Regions from separate parts of the Rattus norvegicus genome. Here region 1 is linked to region 2. The links are chromatin contacts, called in public Hi-C maps. All regions are on one chromosome and are shown on one strand. Each heading gives the region's core, a stretch centred on a gene start, on an enhancer-like site or on the middle of the called end of the contact. The rest is flanking DNA. Distances are from core to core; before and after follow the strand shown.

The links. A called contact is a pair of places that touch in the nucleus more often than the background predicts.
Region 1: a Hi-C map of liver shows a contact between it and region 2, with 4 times the contacts expected there. The contact joins the promoter of Ncbp2 here to the promoter of Fbxo45 in region 2. A contact is called at or near these places in 9 of 12 Hi-C or Micro-C datasets (Schwann cells, frontal cortex, hepatocytes and 5 more) and 1 of 1 datasets of contacts at active chromatin or transcription factors (oligodendrocytes).

Annotation. Positions count from the first base shown.
Region 1 is chr11:82,329,825-82,336,108 of GRCr8, reverse strand. Ncbp2 (nuclear cap binding protein subunit 2) reads left to right here and starts at 1,270. Exons shown (of 4, transcript NM_001109525.1): 1 at 1,270-1,392. The coding sequence starts at 1,315. Ncbp2as2 (NCBP2 antisense 2 (head to head)) reads right to left here and starts at 1,183. Exons shown (of 1, transcript NM_001399683.1): 1 at 418-1,183. The coding sequence starts at 1,107. The coding sequence ends at 820.
Region 2 is chr11:82,053,081-82,059,965 of GRCr8, reverse strand. Fbxo45 (F-box protein 45) reads right to left here and starts at 3,509. Exons shown (of 3, transcript NM_001398607.1): 1 at 3,149-3,509. The coding sequence starts at 3,475. Wdr53 (WD repeat domain 53) reads left to right here and starts at 3,922. Exons shown (of 3, transcript NM_001399296.1): 1 at 3,922-4,181. It overlaps LOC120095776 (small nucleolar RNA SNORA79), which reads right to left and starts at 162; the gene lies at 20-162.

The sequences.
Region 1 (6,284 bases), core at 21-2,520, 280 kb before region 2:
CTGAGTGGCCCAGATACATAGGTTCAGAGATTGGGCTGGGAGTCTCGAAATGACAAGGCAGGATACACACATGGATGACTAATCACACTTCAGTTAGCTGACCATAACGACCTTCAAAACGGGGAAGAAGAAAAGCAGCAGCACTCGCCATAGGATCAGCAGCCTTAATGCTTAGTGGTGAGGTAAAAGGCTGCTCCTGAGCAGGATAAATGCTGCAAAATGTAGGGAGTGATCAATAACACAGTCCCTGGGCTCACCACATTCTGCTTTGGGTTACTTGGAAAGTGGACTCCATTTCTTCACAGAATGGGATTTTAAGTCACAAGCCACACGCACAGATCACGACAGCAAATATCAACACAGACGCTTAACGTGTTAACTATTATCCACCTTGTCTGAGAAATACCACATTCAGACTTATTAATCAGCTTACACATTTAATGAAAGATTTTGGCAACCTGGGATTGTCATTCCATTTACAAGCTTCGCTGGTATTCTCCTGCACCCGTGCAGATGCAGCAGCATTTATTCAGCTTCAGTCCTGCTCGCAGAAGGCGGGCTTTCTTTCTGGTTGTTTGTCCATGGCTCTCAGTCGTGCTATTTTATGGTCTAGACTCTTAATCATTGGTGGGCTTCGAGGTCTTTACATCTGCAGGCCTACCGGGCAGATGTCCATGTGACTTTAGGCATCTGTAAGGTGACAATCCGACTTAGGACTCGAAGCAGCGTAGCGTTCTGATGACCCGAGAATGCTGAGGTCGGTGTAGATCACTGAAGGGAGGATACCTGACCTCGACCCGTGAAGAGTACAGTCCGTGCTTACGCGTTGGCGCCGGGACCCTTCTGCTGCCCCAGACGGTCCCGGACGCCGCGGCGGAGTTCCTCGGTGAAAGTGTCCTTGAACCGCGAGGCTCGGCGACGCAGGGAACCCGGTGGCTGATCCGCGAGGGCGCGCAGGCGGCGAGCTGCATCGTGGCCGCGCAGTTGCAGCTTTAGCAACGCGAAGGCTGTGAGTTGCGCCGCCCGCCGGATGGGCCGCGACTCAGACAGCCGCTCCACTAGATGCGGGTTGTTCAGCAGGGCCGCCAGCAGCCGCCGGAAAACCATCGTTCCCCGAGCGGCCCGGAACCCGAGGCACACTGTATACGCCTTCCGGCCGGCTACGCCTGACGACGGACGAGTCGGCGCTGCATGATGACGACACAGCCGAACCAGGTTCTGCAGCAGATCGCCCACACTTCCGTTTCCGCCGCCGCCGCCGCCGCCGCCTGGTCCTGCCAGCCTTGGCCGCGTCGTGATTCCTGTTTCTGCATCATGTCGGGTGGCCTCCTGAAGGCGCTGCGCAGTGACTCCTACGTGGAGCTCAGCGAATACCGGGACCAACACTTCCGGGTGAGGCGGGCCGGGCACGAGAGGGGCAGCCCTTGGGCCGGAATGCTGAGAAACGGTTTACACTTGTCTTATACTGGGTTAGTCAGCCCATGGTGATTTGCTGGGGCCTAAGATGCGAATGGGGTCCCAGAGGTGTTTGGTTATCACTGAAGCCACTTTATCTCCCAGAGAATCTGAGATTTACTTTCACAGTTTCTTGCCGCCGCTGCAAGTACCAGCACCCAGGGAGGTGTGGCGGCGGCCGGTTTGAAGTGCTTGTCTTGCTTGGGAAAGGGACTGTATCCCTGTGGCGGCCGATCAGACGCTAGAGCAGGTTTTGTTCTCATAGTGAAACACCGCCCTTTGGTACTTCGGTCCGTTCTTCTGTAAGACAGATCTACAAAAAGTTGGCAGTAAGTGGGAGACTTAGAATCGAGTCCCTGTTTGTGGCTGTCTGACGGACATTGGGACAGACACACGTGTCGCATTAAGGTTGTCTTGATGGCATAATCCAGTACAGCTAGTGGCTGAAGAGAAGCCCTGTCTCAAAAAACAAAACAAAACAAAAACAAAAACAAACAAGCAAAAAAAAAAACTAAACAAAAAGAAACGAAACAAAAAGAAATTCAGTCAGCTTAATTTTAAAATGTTTGCTGTGTGTCTGGTCTGAGTTTTACGTCTTTCACTTTTTACTGTTCTCATTACTTTGAACAATTCTACATCAGTAACTAACTGGATTTAAAGCACACTGCAAGATTAAAACCAGGGGAGGAATCATTCATTTGTTGTTAAAAGCCTGTAACTCTCTTCAGACAGTAATCGTTTCTGTCATGTGTATTTTCTAGTGTATTCTGAATGCAGTGTGTCAGTGGTGTGTTAAATGTGAAATGAAGTTACAGTGAAGTTATAGACTTTGTGCTTTACTTGTATATGAGGAAAGAGCAGAAAAAGAGAGGCAGCACAGGGGTTGGAGATTTAGCTCAGTTGGAGATTTAGCCCTGGGTTCTGTCCCCAGCTCCGAAAAAAAGAAAAAGAAAAAAAAAAAAAAAAAAAAGAGAGAGAGAAGCAGCACAAAGTGCATCCGATAGCCAGATATGGTGCCAGACATCTGTAGTCCTAGCAGAAAGATTACAAGTTTGAGATCAGCCTGCACAGGTAAAAAGCAAATGTTTCCTCTAAAGTTCTAAAACCTTGGTTTGTTTGTTTGTTTGTTTGTTTTAAAACACAATATCTATTGTCTATAGATTTCACCTGTTCAGTACTGTGGCGATCTTAAAATGTGGCAGTGGATATAAGGCCAGAGGTTTATTTTATTCTGGTTGTTGTTGTTGTTGTTGTTGTTGTTTGAGACAAGGTCTTACTATATTATATTGCCTTGGCTGACCTGGAACTCAGCATGTAAACCAGGCTGGCTTTGAACTCACTCAGAGGTCGACCTGCTTCTGCCTCCCAAGTATTAGGATTAAAGGCGTGTACCATTCTTAGCTCAAGACTGAGTTTGAATTCTGGCTGAAGCTACTGTATAGTGTCTTTCCCAAAATGACTCCACTGGTTTTCCTCATGTGTGAAATGGGAATGACACGTCAGGACCTACCTCATATAGTTCTTTGAATGAGATAAACCTCTCAGACTTGCAGTCCTCTTTGAGCTTCCCCAGGGGCAGATAAAATTACTATTTTCTTGTGTATAGCTGTATGTTCTTGGGTTTTAACACTGTGATTTGGAGAGCTGGCTCAGAGGTTAGCACACGCTGTTCTTCTGGAGGACTCGGACTCAATTCCCAGCACCTGAATGATGGCATCCTGTAACTCCAATTTCAGGGGATCTGATGCCCCTGAAAGCACTAAGCTTAATGGTGCACAGACATGCAGGGTGCAGGCAAAACACTCATATACATAAAAAATAAACTCAAACCAAAAAACTATAATGTGGGAGACGGGTGTGGTGGTCCATGCCTGTTATCACAGCATTTGGGGAAAATGGTAGTAAGACTACTAGGAATTTGAAACCAGCTTGAGCTATGTGGTCCTTTCTCAGACAAAAAACAAAAAACAACAAAAACCAGAATAATTGGGCTGAGTAGACACAGCTCAATAGGGAGAATGCTTGCCTAGCATGTGTGAGACCCTTGGGTGGATCTTGAGCAGTGCATAAACCCAGAGTGGTGGCGAATACCTGTAACCCCAATACTTGGAAGGTAGAGGTAGGAGGATTAGAAGTTCAATGTCTTCCTTGATTACACAGTAGGTTCAGTGCAACCTAAACTACATGAAACCCTGTCTCAAAAACAAGAGGCTGGAGAGACGGCTCAAATAGTACTCTCCCAGAGGACCCTTGTTCAGTTTCTAGCACTAGGTATCTTACAACCTCTTTCAGGAACTCTGATGCCTCTGGCCACCAGTGGCTTACCACATTCAGGTGTGCAACACCCCCTTCACCCCCCAAACACAGAGAAATGAACTAACTTAAAAAATAAAACTACAGAGCTGGAGATATGGCTCAGTGGTTAAGAGCACATACTGCTCTTGAAAGGACCCGAGCGTGGTTCCCAGCACCCACACTCCGTGGTTTAGAACTCTTTTTAATTCCAGTTCCAGGGGATATAACACCCTGTTGTAGTTACTGAAGGCACCTGGATTCACATGCACATACCCACACACAAACATAAAGACATAGACATTTGATCTGACCCTTCATACTCTTTGTTTCTTGCTTCTTTCACTTTGCACTCCATCTTGGAATGGCTCAGAGGTTAAGAGCACTTGCCGCTCTTGCAGAGGACCAAGGGGTTGGTTCCCAGCACCCACCTGGTGACTCACAACCATCTATAACTCCAGTTCCAACTCCCTCTTCTTGCATCCATTGGTACTACGTGAATGTGGTACTCCTACATACATAGAAGCAAAACACACATTAAATAAGATCTTAAAAGAGAACTCTGGTTCCAAAGTAGCCTGGGAGAAGTTTCTAGGCCTGGAAGACTCCAACTGGGATGAGCTGTGGTAAAAATACACCAGGCTCTCACGTTTACCTTCGGTGTTTCCATGTTTTTCTAATCTTACTAGTAAATGTGCTCACATAAAGCCTGCTGTCCTGAGTCTGCTACAGAGCATTCTGAGGTGATCAGTGCGCCCATATTCTCAGAATCAGGGGAACTTGATCAGCATTACTTAAGGAGTACTTAATGAAAAATGGGAGATTGAATGAATGCCCTGAACATGTCCTCTCAGCTACTCTCTAGGCTGGATTCCGTCATCTGGTTAATGTCTGTGCGCTCACACTAAGGTAAAATTTATAGTCACTTGGCGAGTCTGTTTAATCACATCTGTACATCTGTGTCCTTCCCGGGGGGAAATACTAAAAACTACCGTCCTTCTTTCTGTAAAGACACCTAAGATACCATGTTAACTGAGTGTGATGGTGGTTCGTGTATGTAATTACAGCATCAGGGCACTGAAGCAGGATGTTGAAAGATCAAGACCAGTCTAGGCTAAATCTAAGGTCCTAAAGAAAAAAGGGGGCCTAGGGCTGGGGATGTTATTTGGCTTGATACCTTGAGTTTGTTCCCATCACTGTAATCAGACCATGTCTAGGCCCTAATGAGCCATTTGATCCCTGAGGGTTGTCAGGTGTTGGCTGAAGCCCACTCTCCAGCTCTCTGGCTTCATCCTGCCTTTTAAGGAAAGTGACTCTCCCTGGACTTGGTGGTGCACACCTCTAATCCCAGCACTCAAAACCCTTCAGAGTCTGAGTTCTAGACCAGCCAAAGCTACACAGTCCTCTTAGTAGTCACTAACCTCTCTTACTCAGAACAAAAACATAAGCATGCAAATCACCTAGCAGTTTGTGTTATGAATAGGCTGTAGGGAGTATTACAAGGGTTCCTTTGTGTTATAGAGCGCACAGGGCCCTTCTGATGTGTCTGTCAAAGGTGAAGGTATAGTCTAAACTTGGCCATTAGAGAAGGGCCCACTGCTGAGGACATGGGCTGTGCAAGGAACAGCTGTGCCCTCCTGCAGAGAGCTATAGGAGGGTTACACGATTTGCCTGTCAACTAAAACCAGTCTGAACCTTATGTATTTTAGAATAAGAATACTTCCAGGCTGGTAGAGTTCTAGCCTAACAGTTGCATCTGGTTCAATCTCCAACACCACCCAAAACAAACAAAAAAACCCACACTTTAAAAAATATGCACATAAGGGCTGGAGAGATGGCTCAGTGGTTAAGAGCACCCAACTGCTCTTCCAGAGGTCCTGAGTTCAATTCCCAGCAACCACATGGTGGTTCACAACCATCTGTAAAGATGATCCGATGCCCTCTTCTGGTGTATCTGAAGACAGCTACAGTGTACTTATATATAATAAATGAATAAATCTTTAAAAAAATTAAAAAAAATATGCACATAAACATTTGCTTGCATGCATGGCTTTACACCGTGTACATGCCTGGTGACCAACCACAGACGCAAGAGGAGGGCATTGAATCTCCCAGGTCTGGAGTTATTGAGAGTTAAAAGCTGCCATGTAGGTAATGGGAATTGAACCAGTGTTCTCTGGAATAGTAGCCTCTTAGCCTATGAGCCATCTCTCCACGCACCCCCACTTCCTCCACCACCCCGCACCCCCAGAACAACCTCTGTGGCACAGAAGAATTCTGTTAGGAATCAGGCTGATGAGAGACTTTAATTTCCAAGTCAGAATGACTGTCTTGATTAGACTTAGGAATGCGACTCTAAGCAGATTTGCTCATTGCTCATGTAATGCTTGTGGAGGGCATGGGAAACTTCAGAAACTGGTTCTCTTAGCCTCTCTGAGGGTTCTAATGCTTCTGCTCTGCACTGTGCACTCTCCTTCCAGGGGACTGTCCTCTCTCCATCCTGCCTCCTGTAGGAGTGCTGGGATTACAGATGTATG
Region 2 (6,885 bases), core at 2,260-4,759:
ACAACAACAAAAAAAACAAAACTGTTTGATCCCGCAAATTTCAGAGAGTACATAGATAATCCCAGTATCTTAATATTCTCTGAGTGAAAAAAATCAATTTTAATTTATGATGACCTAAAATCCTAGTGCCACATCTAAAGGCAATAGGAGGAACAGTCATCAAATTCTGTTACTCTATTTCCTAAGTTTGTCCATTTTCCCCCATCTCCTTCACTACCCTCTTTCTAGTGGATCTACCACATTTCTAAAATCGTATTCCAACCTGTTCTCCATAGTGGAGTCAAAACTAACCCACAAACTGATCATGGCACCACTCCCCACGGCCATTGTTCTTGCTTACAACTAGAAAGGCTTCAGTGTAGTGTGTCCCACTCCTTTTATCTTACTCAAACCAGCGTCACCTGCACTCTCAGAGCAACCACTGGCAGTCACCTTGTTTCTCATACAAGCAGAGTCCCTCCTCAGAGGCTCTTCTTGCTCCTCTTGGCCTCTATACTTATCTTTTAGGTGTCACTAAGCTTGTGCATCATGTCTTATAAGAAAGTCTCTTCCTGACCTCCGTACCTAGTTAAATCCTCCATTACTGACACTCAGAACAGATGTGACTCTCACTCATAATACTTACCAGATGCAGTTTCACAACGGCAGTGATCAGATTAATAGCTATTCCCCCAGGCTGGGGGATGCAGCTAGCACATATTCAATCCCCAGTACTGAAAAAAGAAACGCAGGCAGGGAGGCAGGCAGGAAGGCAGGAAGGCTTGTAGGCAGGCGCAGGCACATGAACACGCACACGCACTCTACTACACTGTAATCCCCACAAGGCAAAGTGTGGGTAAGAGTTTGCATTTTTGCTTTCCTTGTTTTTCTGCTCAGAGTTTTTCATAAAATTTAACATCATAAACCTCATCTTAAAGTTCAGCTTTGTGGCATCTTAATCTCAAACTTTTTCTCCACTCAGCTCCTAAGTTCTTCCTCCCCACGGACTGCTAGTATTCCTATACTACACTAGGTAGCAATGTGTGCCACATGTTAGTTATTTCCCTGTCTAAGGACTTCTACACTGAGTCCTCCTGAATTAACACTGCATTTTCACAATTGTCACCTACAAGAACCTGGGTAAGACAAGCCCACCTTGGAGCCGCAGTGCACGCAGCAGAAAGATAATGAAGATTAGAAACTTAAAACTATAATCTCTCCGGAAAAACCAAAATCAGTATCAATTTAGTCTGCAGTTAAGAGTGCCCCGGGGACTGAAGAGATGGCTCAGTGGTTAAGAGCACTGACTGCTCTTCCAAAGGTTCTGAGTTCAATTCCCAGCAACCACATGGTGGTTCACAACCATCTGTAATGAGATCTGATGCACACTTCTAGTGTGCACATACTAAATTAATAAAACCTTTTTATTTATTTAGAGAGCACATACATAAAATAAATAAAATCTTTTAAAATTAAAAAAAAGAGTGCCCCCTGATTTTCCTGTGTGTGTGTGTGTGTTGCAGAGGGAGGTCACATGTCTGTAACTCCAGCTACAGCAGTAGACATTCTAGATTCTGTGGGCACTGGTATTCTTCACATATGCATGAGTATGTGTACTTGTGTCAAAGAAAAAATAAGTACAAAAATATGATGGGGACGGTGGCAGGAGTGGTGGCACTTTTAGACTCAGAACTTTGAAGACAAGAGGCAGGTGGATTTCTGTTAACTTCCAAGCCAGCCGAGGCTGAATACTGAAATCCTGTCTCAGATAAATAAAGAAAGAAAAAAAGAAAGAAAGGAAGAAAGAAAAAAAGAAAGACAGACAGACAGACAGACAATTTATTTGGTAGTTGACATAATTGACAGCAGTGTTCCTTCTCTCATCAGACGAAAACTCGTCTTAATATATAAGAATATATCAGTACTGTGGCCCATCCTATAATCCCAGCACTCTCAAGGAACAGACAGAAAGATGGCAAGTTGGAGACCACCCGGACACACAGTGAGACCCTGTCTCCAAAAACAGACATAAAATATGTGTATACACATATTTATAATAATACATGTATATTAAAAGAAAGAGTGCACCTATTTCACATTAAAAATTACTTAGACACTCACTGGCAATATAGAATTAAAAAAGAAAAGATATATTTACTACATTCCTGGTCAGACGTCTATCATCTCTCGTATATGCTCCTTGTTTTGGACAGTCTCTCATTTTATGTAGCCCTGGCTGTCCTGGAACTCACTTGGCAGACCAAGCTGGCCCTAACTCACAGAGGTGCACCTGCCTCTGCCTCTGCCTCTGGAGTGCTGGGATTAAAGGTGTGCGCCACCACATCCAGCTTCATATGCTTTTGATGACTGCTATCCTGAAGAGCTACTATCTACCTACATGAACCTTAGTCCAAGGCCTTTTGTTTGTATGCTGGAGAATACTTGGTCCTGCCACGACCTGTTTGTTAGCATTTTAATTTTGTTATGAAAGCACAAGAATCAAGAACGACAACAACAAAAGCCCAGCAAAACAGGAATAAACATATTACATGACAAAAGAGACATCACCCCAGTAGAACTAAGAAAAGTTATCAATAACAGCAGGACAAGGCAGTTTGATGAGTTATACCGCACCAATGAGAGGAAGTAATATTAAAGTCTCTTTCTTACAAGTTAGTTAGCAGGATGCCTACCCTGATCATCACTTGGAAGCGTTAAATATTGTGGCCCTAAGAGAACATGGGTGAAAATAATGAAAACGTGCTTATTAATCAGAGCCAAGAAAGGGGATGGTGAACGCAAAAGCCCCAGCAACTAAACCCATTTTAAAGCGACCTCGAATGCATTAGTGCCATTCTACTTGGAGGCCAGGGAAAATATATGATCAAGGGTATCGGCTGGTCTTTAAGAGCAAAAACTGTTGAAAGTAGAGCTGAGGAAAATGAATGATGGGAAACCACCTAGTATTTTTAAAAGTGAGGTGGATTACGAAGCACAACTTCAATCCAAAGAAAAGATCGTTATGGAAAGGAGGGGTGGTACTGACTGGCTTAAGCCGTAGAAAGACGGGATGGTGAGATGAAACCTCTAACTCAAGCTTTCAAGGTAAACCCCAAGAACACCGGGCAGGAGAGGAACTGGGCTTCGACATGGCCCGGGATTCCCTCACCTTGGCCTTGTAGCTGGGCAGGTTGCAGAGGATGTCCGTGCGCAGAGCCTCTTCTGCTAGGCTGCGGGCGCACAGGCTCCGCCACACCTCGCTGTTCTCATCGCCGTGGAGGCAGCGGTACCAGTGCTTGCACACCAGGGCGCAGCTCCGCAGCTCGGACAGCTCCAGGTAGGAGAACACCAACTCCAGCACCCGGCTGGGCAACCGGCCGCCGATCCCGGAGGACGCGGATCCCGCGCCGGCGCTGGCGCCGGCGCCGCCGCTGGCGCCGGCGCCGCCGCTAGCGCCGCCCGAGGCTGCCCCAGCCCCCGGGCCCGGCGCCGCCATCGCCTCACCAGCCGGCCCGAGGGCCGCCGCTGCCGTCGCTGCGCCCCGTCTCGGCGCGGGAGGCCAAGCCTCGCCTAGAGACCGGAGCAGCTCGCTCACCGCCCCTTTCAGCGACAGCCGCTCGCGCCTCCACCGCTCCCGCCCCTGCCCGGGGGCGTCCGCTGCGCGCCCCGCCTCACTGAGGGCAGATGGCGCGGGCCACTCGGGTCCCCGCCCCTCGTAGCCGCTCAGCGCGGGCGCCGGAACCACCCGCCTCGCCCTGCCTGCCCGCGACGCGCCCCGGGATCCGCCATGCGGGTTGAGGGCAAGAAGCAAGGGCGCACGCCCAGCTCGGCCGCCGCGCCTCTCAGCCCGGAAGTGACTGTTCGGTGGAGGCGCCTCGCTCCCTAAGCTTGATGGGATTGGATGCTGCGCCTGAGGTCATCACTACGCGCCACCGGGAACTGGAAGCCCAGGTATGAGGCTGTTGGCTAGTGGGATTCTGATCTGTTCTCAAGTGCGTTTTTCTGTTTTTCCTCTAATGGCCTTGAGTCGGCTTTCCTTGGCCTCTCTTCCTACGGAGTTTCCCGTTTCATTTGCTTTCTGCTCATTCTCCAACTTTGTTTACGACAAAGTTTGCTAGCCAGTTCTTAGATCCTTCATCTTCAGTTCGCTTGGATCCATTAACTTTACCTTTGGGCAGTTGGAGACCTCTTGTCGTGGTCAGGTTAGATCCATTTTACTTTATTTTTTACCTTGAGAAATTGACATCGTCTTTTCCTGGCTAGGACAGTAGGGGACTCAACAGAACATCTATACAGTATCCATTCTAAAAGTAAGGTGGCTAAATCTGAGCAACCGTCGTAAATACGCAGGTTTTTATTATATTTGATATTAAACAAGTTTGGGTAATTTCAAAGGGTCATTTGAATACCAAGTGTCACAGTCTTTTGGACAAAATATAGTGAATTCGGTTCATCTCATAGTAAAAAGATTAAGGAAATATGTGTAGTTTTTTGTTTTTTGTTTTGTAATTTGTAATCCCAACAGTGGGAGGAAAAGAACCTAGCATTATTTGAACTTCAGTTCAAGGGGAGCCAAGCCTTCCAGCTTCACGAATGACCGAGGTGTACGCATACACACGCCATACACATAAAACAAAAGAACTACAGTGTGAGCCAGGCATTGATGAGATCTTTTAATCTGACTTTTATAATTCTCAAGACTATGAAGTGATTATTGTAATAGGGCCCACAGGCTCAGTAGTCAAGTCCAGTATTGTGCAATTTTTTGTAGCAAGAAACCTTGCCTGAGATCCACCTATGTGCAATCCACTTCCTGATTTTTAGTAAAAACAAATGAACAACAACTGCTTCCCTACTGGGGTATAATTACATGCTTATGCCTTGCTAATCCCTTCCTCAAGGTGTCTTCCACCAAGTAACCCAAATTTTTGTCTATTGTGTCTAGGCTAATGTCACAGTCTTTGAGTTGTTTTGGTTGTCACTTAGTTTCTCCACATCAGGACTAACTTTAGTCCAAATCTATGAAGAAATGTTGACCCACACATTATAGTAATGGCCTCTCTCTTCATGGCTCCTGAATGTTGAACCAAATTTTGTCTGAATGACAATTGCTTTTCCTTTAAATTTTGTGGATCTGAAAAGAAAGTAAAGAACTACATACATAGAATGGTTAGATTGAAAGGCATGGGCAAAGCACCATAGTACTGAGAGTATAGACTCTAGTTACTTGGGGACCCTAGGTGAGACAGATTCAGACGGTCTTTCTTTCTCTCTCTCTTTCTCTCTCTCTCTCTCTCTCTCTCTCTCTCTCTCTCCCTCCCTCCCTCTCTCTCTCTTTCTTTATTTCTCTCTGTCATCTATCTATCTATTTCAGGCTTGTACAAATGGATAGTGGAAATTCATAAATAAAGGTATGACTGAAAAAACACTGATGGCAGAGATCATCCACTTATCAAATACTTTATCTTGTCTTAAGACGAATCTTTGAAGTATCCAATGGTATCATTCTGCTCTCTTTTGTTTTTTTTTTTGGGGGGGGGGTGGTGCTTGTTTTTTAAGACTGGATTTTTCTGTATAGCCCTAAATAATCTGGACCTTGATATGTAGACCAGACTAGCCTTGGATTCACAGCCGCCTTTGTGCTAGTATTAAAAGGCATGCCCCACTGCCCAGCTTCATTCTGTTGTGTCTTTACCCCAGTTGTTCATATGACTCTAGTGGCATGTCGTCACACAACTAGAGCCAGGATGGTTTCAAAGTGTAAGAAGATGGCCTTCATCACTCCCTTCTTGTTACAGGTCCTTCACCTGCTCTTCATGAACCTCCCCTCCCCACCTCCCCCAGGACTTTATCCATTCTACCTGCTCGGAACTGCCCCCTGTGGCATTTTACCCTTTTAAAAGATTCCTTTAACATGCCCTACTTTGCTCTTACGCATTCCCTCATCAAATTAGGAGTTGGAGGAAATGAATCTATTATCTAATTAAACTAATCATGGTAGGATATGAGTAATTCTGTGCTTTAGGTGACCTCACAGTGCTTAGGAACTCGATAGGTGAGGGAAGTAATTTTGGCATGGACACATTTCTACAAGGCTGTCTGCTTCAAGTGTACAAAGTCAACAACAGCAGCTTGCAAACACTTCATTTCTAAATTGTTTTGACTTAACATATATTTAAATAACTTTCCCCTACTCTGTCATAGCACTCTGTTTCACACACACACACACACACACACACACACACACACACACACACACACACACACCATTTTTTCCTTTGAGGGTCTCAGTATGTAGCCCACAGTGGCCCAGAACTCAATATCTTCCTGCCTCAGCCTCCTAAGTGCTAGGATTACAGGTGTGCATGTGTTTAACACATTTGATACCCGGTACCCTCAGAGGTCCAAAGAAAGCACTGGATCTCCTGGGACTGGAGTTATTTGTTGGTTGTGAACTGCCATGTGGGTACTGGGAACCAAGGTGATCCTTTCAAATAGCAGCTAGTAAAGTTCTCTTAAGCACTGAACCATCTCTGTGGCTCCAAATGAGTTTTTTTTTTTTCTTTTTTCTTTTTTTTTCGGAGCTGGGGACTGAACCCAGGGCCTTGTGCTTGCTAGGCAAGCGCTCTACCACTGAGCTAAATCCCCAACCCCCCAAATGAGTTTTTTGAGGCTTTCTGAACTCTTTTTTTTTTTTTAAATAGACTCACTGATAGTTGTTTGTTATTTTTCTGACTATGTAAGTGATCAATAAATATTCACGTGATTCATTTAGTGTATGGAAATGTAATACCTCCCTTCTCATGTGTAGACCTGTACTGTTCTTGGATCTTAAAAGATTGATGTAGTAAGACTTAGTACTAGGGCTGGAGAGATGGCTCAGTGGCTAAGAGCACTTACTGTTCT